Regions from separate parts of the Mus musculus genome. Here region 2 is linked to region 1. Evidence: chromatin contacts called from public Hi-C data. All regions are on one chromosome and are shown on one strand. Each heading gives the region's core, a stretch centred on a gene start, on an enhancer-like site or on the middle of the called end of the contact. The rest is flanking DNA. Distances are from core to core; before and after follow the strand shown. Region 1 holds the start of Eln (elastin). Region 2 overlaps Gm30003 (a long non-coding RNA gene).

The links. A called contact is a pair of places that touch in the nucleus more often than the background predicts.
Region 2: a contact with region 1 is called in a Hi-C map of uterus, with 5 times the contacts expected there. The contact joins the enhancer-like site here to the promoter of Eln in region 1. A contact is called at or near these places in 9 of 39 promoter capture datasets (the 3T3-L1 cell line, cranial neural crest, embryonic stem cells and 4 more), 1 of 15 datasets of contacts at CTCF or cohesin (the NIH/3T3 cell line), 6 of 484 Hi-C or Micro-C datasets (the HL-1 cell line, Sertoli cells and uterus), 4 of 115 datasets of contacts at active chromatin or transcription factors (embryonic stem cells, heart atrium and intestinal villus epithelium) and 3 of 9 other capture datasets (adipose tissue, embryonic stem cells and pancreatic islet).

What each region holds. Positions count from the first base shown.
Region 1 is chr5:134,745,818-134,749,028 of GRCm38.p6, reverse strand. It overlaps Eln (elastin), which reads left to right and starts at 1,706. Exons shown (of 37, transcript NM_007925.4): 1 at 1,706-1,872. The coding sequence starts at 1,788. Gm30003 (a long non-coding RNA gene) reads right to left here. Exons shown (of 4, transcript XR_868587.3): 1 at 1,721-3,211.
Region 2 is chr5:134,784,745-134,787,729 of GRCm38.p6, reverse strand. All of the region lies in intron 2 of Gm30003 (a long non-coding RNA gene), which reads right to left. Among named protein-coding and RNA genes, the nearest start is that of Eln, 39 kb to the right of the region's middle. Within about 2 kb of position 1,584, at least 36 of the 459 cell types and tissues checked have an H3K27ac peak or open chromatin away from gene starts, as enhancers often do. A contact at or near this core is called in adipose tissue, heart atrium and uterus, where this site is marked.

The DNA of each region.
Region 1 (3,211 bases), core at 457-2,956:
GAGGAGGAGGAGGAGGAGGAGGAGGAGGAGGAGAAGAAGAAGAAGAAGAAGAAGAAGAAGAAGAAGAAGAAGAAGAAGAAGAAGAAGAAGAAGAAGAAGAAGAAGAAGAAGAAGAAGAAGAAGAAGAAGAAGAAGAAGAAGAAGAAGAAACACAAGAGCACCAAGACAAGAGAACCAAAAATTAGCCCAGGTCCACCTAAGCCACCTGCCTTTGATCTCCCACCCCCACCTCCGCCAATGCTGTCATCTCTGCAGACTCCTCTATGCCCTGTACTGTATAAGACATCTGATAAGACATCTTTAACTCACCCCTCTGCACCACCCCCTACAAGAGAAAGACTCTAGGACCTATGGCCTAGACTTTTTCTTCTAACCAACTATGACCTGTATACAGCAAGCAACCATCTCCCTCTCCTGTCCTACAGTACTCCACATACACTCAGGAGTCTGAGAATGACATAATCTTTCTCTGACCTACACTTCACATTCCTTAAAGCCTTACAGGATCTCCATATGCTCAGGGACAGGGTGGCCAGGGCACTGATCGCAAGCTTTCCTGGAGGGCTCTCTGCTGGTTCAGCATAGGCTGCCCCCTTCTGGCCAGTAGAGGAATAGCATCATCAAGCCTTCCCAGAGCCTCCAAGAGAATCAGTTTCCAGATGCAAGTGAGAGCATTGGACAGGTGGTGAACAAGCAAGAAGGAGAATACTGAGTTAATAGTCACCTGCACAGAGCTCCCACCTCCATGTTCCCTACCAGGCACCTAAGACCCAGTATGACCTCTGTTGGACACTGTGCCTTGCTCAGGGGCGGTGCAAAGCTGTGCTCGTGGCCCTTACAGAACCAACCAACACCTTATGCAAGGATCATCTTTGAGCCCTAGGGAGACACTAAATACATGGCTCTCACTCCCAAGCCACTCGCCTGACCTCAGCCCCTTGGTCTCTGCAACCATAGACCCATAGATCCAACACCCTTTCCCAGGCTTCAAACAGATGGCTAAGACCTGTCTCAACCATGATGAACTAGATCGTATGTCAAGGTCTCTAATCTGTTCCTAAAATGCCCCCACGGTACCATGTCTATCCTATTCTCTCTCCCAGACAATTCTGCTCGCAGACCTTGAACTCTATAGGCAGACTCCCTTAGCCCCATCAACCTACCTAACCCAGTTTTGGGTAAAGCCTGTCTCTAGCCAGGCTTGGGGGTGTTGGGGTGTCTGCAGGACCAGGGTGGGAGCTGAGGCGCGGGACAGCTGGCCTGTGTCCCCACACTGGGCCTGGGGCCCAGGCAGAGGGGCGGGGGCCTGGCTACTCCAGCCTTGGCTAGGGCTGGGATTTTTTGGCCGGGCTGCCTGGGCCCTCCCTCCTGCTTCCTCTCCAGAGGGCTGTCCTGGCAAAGGCCCCCCTTGCACTTTCTGGCGGGAACAGGGCCAGGAGCAAGCAAACAGCTACAGAGGGAAAGCGGGAAAGCGATGGGGGGGGGGGGGGGCAGAGCACGCGCGCGTCAGTGTGTGTGTGTGTGTGTGTGTGTGTGTGTGTGTGTGTGTGTGTGTGCAGGAAAATAGACCCATAGTCGAGGCAGATTCAGCCTAGGAGGCTTGCAAGTCTGGCCTTTCGTAATTGCCCCCTCCCCCGCGGCCCCCTCCCCCAGCTCCCCCTCCTCCCGCCCTCCTCTCACCCGCCCTCTCTCCCTCCCTCCTTCCCTCACAGCAGCCTACCAGGCAGCAATTACGCTTTGGGGATAAAACGAGGCGCTGAGAGCAGGCTGGGGCAGTCCTCCCCGAGATGGCGGGTCTGACAGCGGTAGTCCCGCAGCCTGGCGTCTTGCTGATCCTCTTGCTCAACCTCCTCCATCCCGCGCAGCCTGGAGGTAAGGGGCCCCTCGCCGGTCCCACGCTGCCCCTCGCTGGTCCCACGCTGTCCACAATCTGCGGGACCCTGCCGGCCAGGTGGCAAGACTGATGGGGAATCCCGGAGATGGATGAGCCCTTCAGCTCCAGATCCCCCCTCCTCGAGACAGGGAGGGTTCTGGGAACTGTCTCCTCTTGGGAGCCAGCTCCGTGTTAGGGGTCCTGTCAAAGCTACACTCCCGCCAGTCAGGATGGTCCCTACCTCCTGTCCAAGCTCGAAGGGGTCCTCTGAGTCACCTGAGTACTTTCCAGTGGTGGTGGCAGTTTGCATACCTGTGCACACCTGTGTACATACCAGCCTGGGGAGAGACAATCCTGGTTTGTCTTTGCTTGGAGATGTTCGGATTCTGTGTGTGTGTGTGTGTGTGTGTGTGTGTGTGTGTGTGTGTGTGTGTATGCGCCCGTGTGTGTTTCATACTATGTTGCACAGGTGTCAGTGTGAGGTTCTAGCCAAGCATGTCCCTGAAGGAAATGTGTCTGGGATGGTATGAAGGTCTGTTCACAAGTCCGTTCCTAGACAGATGGAGGTACAGGGAGGCAAACCGTGAAGTTGTGTGATGGGATCTGCCAAAGTCCAACACCCAGCTGGGCGTGGTGAGCCACACCTGTGACCCCCAACATGTAAGTTCAAAGCCAACCAGACCCCGTCTCAAGAGCAACCAGGAGGGTTGAGGACGTCCCTGTTGATGGAAGGCATGCTAAACATTCTCAAAGCTCTGAGTAAACTAGGTGGGCGTGGTGACACATACCTGTGTGGTGGTCATCGGAGGATCAGGAATTCAAGACATCATTGGCTACCTAGTGAGCCATTTGGGTTCTATCAGGCTGTCTTAAAAAAAAAATGTCCTAAAGACGTCTGGTGCCCAGGTGTAGGACGTCACTGTGTGTGTGTGAGCGTGAGCGAGTCCATGCCTGTATGAGGGTTTGCTGAGATGGAATACAGGCCAGAGCGTGAGCTGGGGAAAGTGCCCATCTCCTGGCAATCAGGACATGGCTGGTATCAGAGGCTGAGCCTCAAGGTATCCTTTTGGTCATCTGATATGTATCCTGACCGGGCATGTTGGGTTATGGGGAGGAAGGAGTCTGCTCCCAGATGAAAGGTGCATCCAGCTGTGGGGAAAGAGGTGTGAACCTATGAACCATCTGCTGGGGTCTGGTTTCCCTAAGAGACCTCATTGTTGTGGGAACCTGAACTTGGACTGGGGACAGGAGGCTACAGGGCGGGGTTGGACAGGGCTGTGGTCAGAGACTGAATAAGAACAGCATCTGTCCCATGAGACTTACTTGCTGGGGGCTAGG
Region 2 (2,985 bases), core at 335-2,834, 39 kb before region 1:
AGACAGTCCCATCTGAACTGCTTAGAGCCTGGAGGTGCCTAAGGGCTGTTCCTGAGGACAGCAGAGGCCTGTGAAGCTAAGCAGACACCGTGGGGTGCCCACCCTCCAAACCATGTATGTTCCAGGCTCCCAATGATGGCTCGGGGTGACGTCCCAAGAAAACGTGAAGCCATTCAGCTCTGTGGCAGGGAGGGCACAGACTTTATGTGGTTTTGGAAATCCTGGCACACTCAAAGCAGGAAACCAACCCCACGCTTTGGACACACTCGCTCTTTGTCTGGGTCTCAGCAGGGGAAGGTACCAGGTTCGAATCCAGCTTGGTCACCGTCCAGGCTAGGTCAATGGTGCCAGCCTTCCACCCAACCTTGGAGAGCCATTCCCTTCCCCAGTTCCGGAATGGTGATGAGATAAATTAGGGTCAGGCTGGTTTATGACACGCCAATGCCTTCAGGGGCTGGCTCTGGTGTGAGGTGAGAAACCCTTGGGAATAAACAGCTTTCCCCACAAAGGAAAGGAGTCTGGGAGGCATGGGGTGGGTGGGCCATGCAGGCCCAACTGGAGGACACTATGCCCTCTCTGGGCAGCTACAGGCTCAGAATTTCCCCAGAAGAGCAGGACGTACCCATCGGATCTCCTAATTTATTCCAAGTAACCCTGATGTAGGACATAGATCTGGTGAAGTGAGGACAGAGAGGAGGTCTGGGTATAGAACGAACACAAAACCTCTGAGACTGGAGAGTAGCTTGGGTGGTCCGGTGCTTACTATGCAGACTTGAGGACCTGAGTTCAAATCCCAAACACTCAAATAAAAGCCCAAGGACAGAGCTAGGGAGATGCCTTAGGGAATAAAGGTGTTTGCTGCCAAATGTAACTATGTGAGTTCCATTCCTGGGACCCACTGCGGAGAAGAAGAGACCTGCTCCCGTGTGTTCTTCTCTGACCTCCACGTGTATACCATGACATAGGTACACACCTACACCTACACATGTACACACAGTATACACACACACACATGCACACATGCACACACAGGTGCACACGCACACACCAACATAAAGAAGCCGGGCAGTGCTGGCACTGCACACCTTTGATCCAAGCACTTGGGAGACAGAGACAGAAGGATCTGTGAGTTCCAGGCCAGCCTGGCCTACAGAGCAAGTACCAGGACAGCCAGACCTACACGGAAAAACCACCCTGTCTCAAAAAAAAAAAAAAAAAAAGGAAAGAAATGTAAAAGCTGCTTATCTTCTCCGGGATTTGCTGGGCACAAGCCTAACCAATCAGTGAGTTCCAGGCTCAGTGAAGAGACCCTACCCTAAAAAATTACAGTGGCGATCATATTTGACATCAATCTCTGACCTCCCTGTAAGTACATATGCACACACACACACACACACACACACATGCACGCACGCACGCGCGCGCGCGCGCGCGCGCGCGCAAACTTGAACACACACAGACAAAACAAAAGGAGACTTGAAGGGCATTTGCATCCGAAGCCTGGGGATCAGGCCGGGCTTGGCTGGATTAAGCTAGCTCCCTTGGTGCCTGGCACAGGCTGAGGCTGGGGAAAGGCCTGTCCTTTTCCAAGGCCTCCTGGTGGAGCAGGGCAGGGAGGGCTCAGGCTCGGGGGGCCGGGCGCGGTCACTCATATCTTCTCCCTTACTTCATCCTCTCCGCTCCCACTTAATGCCTCTTTTATCACACTGGGAATGGAGCCCCTGTGGAAGTCGGGGCCAAGGGAAACTCCATAGCCTGGAGCCCCAGCCTCACCCATCCTCCCCCCTTTACCTGGGTCCCTAGGCTAATACCCTAAGCCTGGGGACGGTCATCAGTGAGCCAGCCAGGGAGAAGCTGGCTGAAGAACCCATGTAGGTCACAAGCCAGGCCTGGACTGGACCCTGCCTCTCCCACACTGTGTTCTGTGCCAGGAAATAAAAGTCTTTCTTTTGTTTCTTGTCTGGGAGTTGAAGCATTGCGGGGCTCAATTGGTGGAATGCTCTCTTGACATCCGGGAAGCCTTAAGTTTGGTCCCCAACACCACATAAACTTGGTATGAGGCCTCATGCCTGTGATCCTGGCACTGTGAAGGTGAAGGCAGGAAGATCAGGGGTTCAAGGTCATCCTGTGATACATAGTAAATTCGATGCCAGTCTCGACTACATGAAACCCTGCTTCAAAAAAAATATTTTTTAATACTTGAATTGCTGTTCCAAATGAACTAGAGAATGGGTTTTGTTGTGTTTGTTTGTTTGTTTTTGGTGTGTGTGCGCGCGCGCGCGCGTATGTGTCATTGTGCTCTGCCACTGTAGTCATTGTTCCCTTGCTGACTCCTGTAATCCCCATTCGTACTGAATTCTAAAAGCCACCCTGAATTGTCATGATCCTGTGTCTCAAGAGGGGCAGAGCAGTGACCGTCCCGGACAGCTGTCATCTTACATCTTAGACTTCCAGAGTAAGGGGTAAAGGCTGTCCATGTCCCCAGACAAGGACGAAATGGAGCCCAAGCTGGATGGAGAGTCCCTGAGCCAGGTCAGAGATGGCATCCTGGAAAGTGAGGGCGGGAAGTATGAACACAGAAACCATGGAAGCGCTGGGAAAAGAGGCTGGACCATGGCTGCGCTGTTAAAGTGCTTACTCAAAAAAAAGTGTGAGGAACTGAGCTCAGATCCTTAGCACCCACCTTAAAAGCCAGGGTGCCAGCATGCTCCAGGAACCCCAGCACAGGGGGTGCCAACACACTCCTGGGACCCCAGCACAGGGCGATGGCGACAGACACACCCTCTGGAGCTTCTCGGCTGTCCAGCCCAGCCGAAAGAGACCCTGCCCCCAAACTAAGGTAGAGAGAAATTGAGGAAGACACCTGATGTCAGCCTCTGACCTCCACATACACACATACATAGTGTACATGCATGCATACACACATACACACCACATACATATATATAGATGTACCATAGACATACCACACATACACACACCATA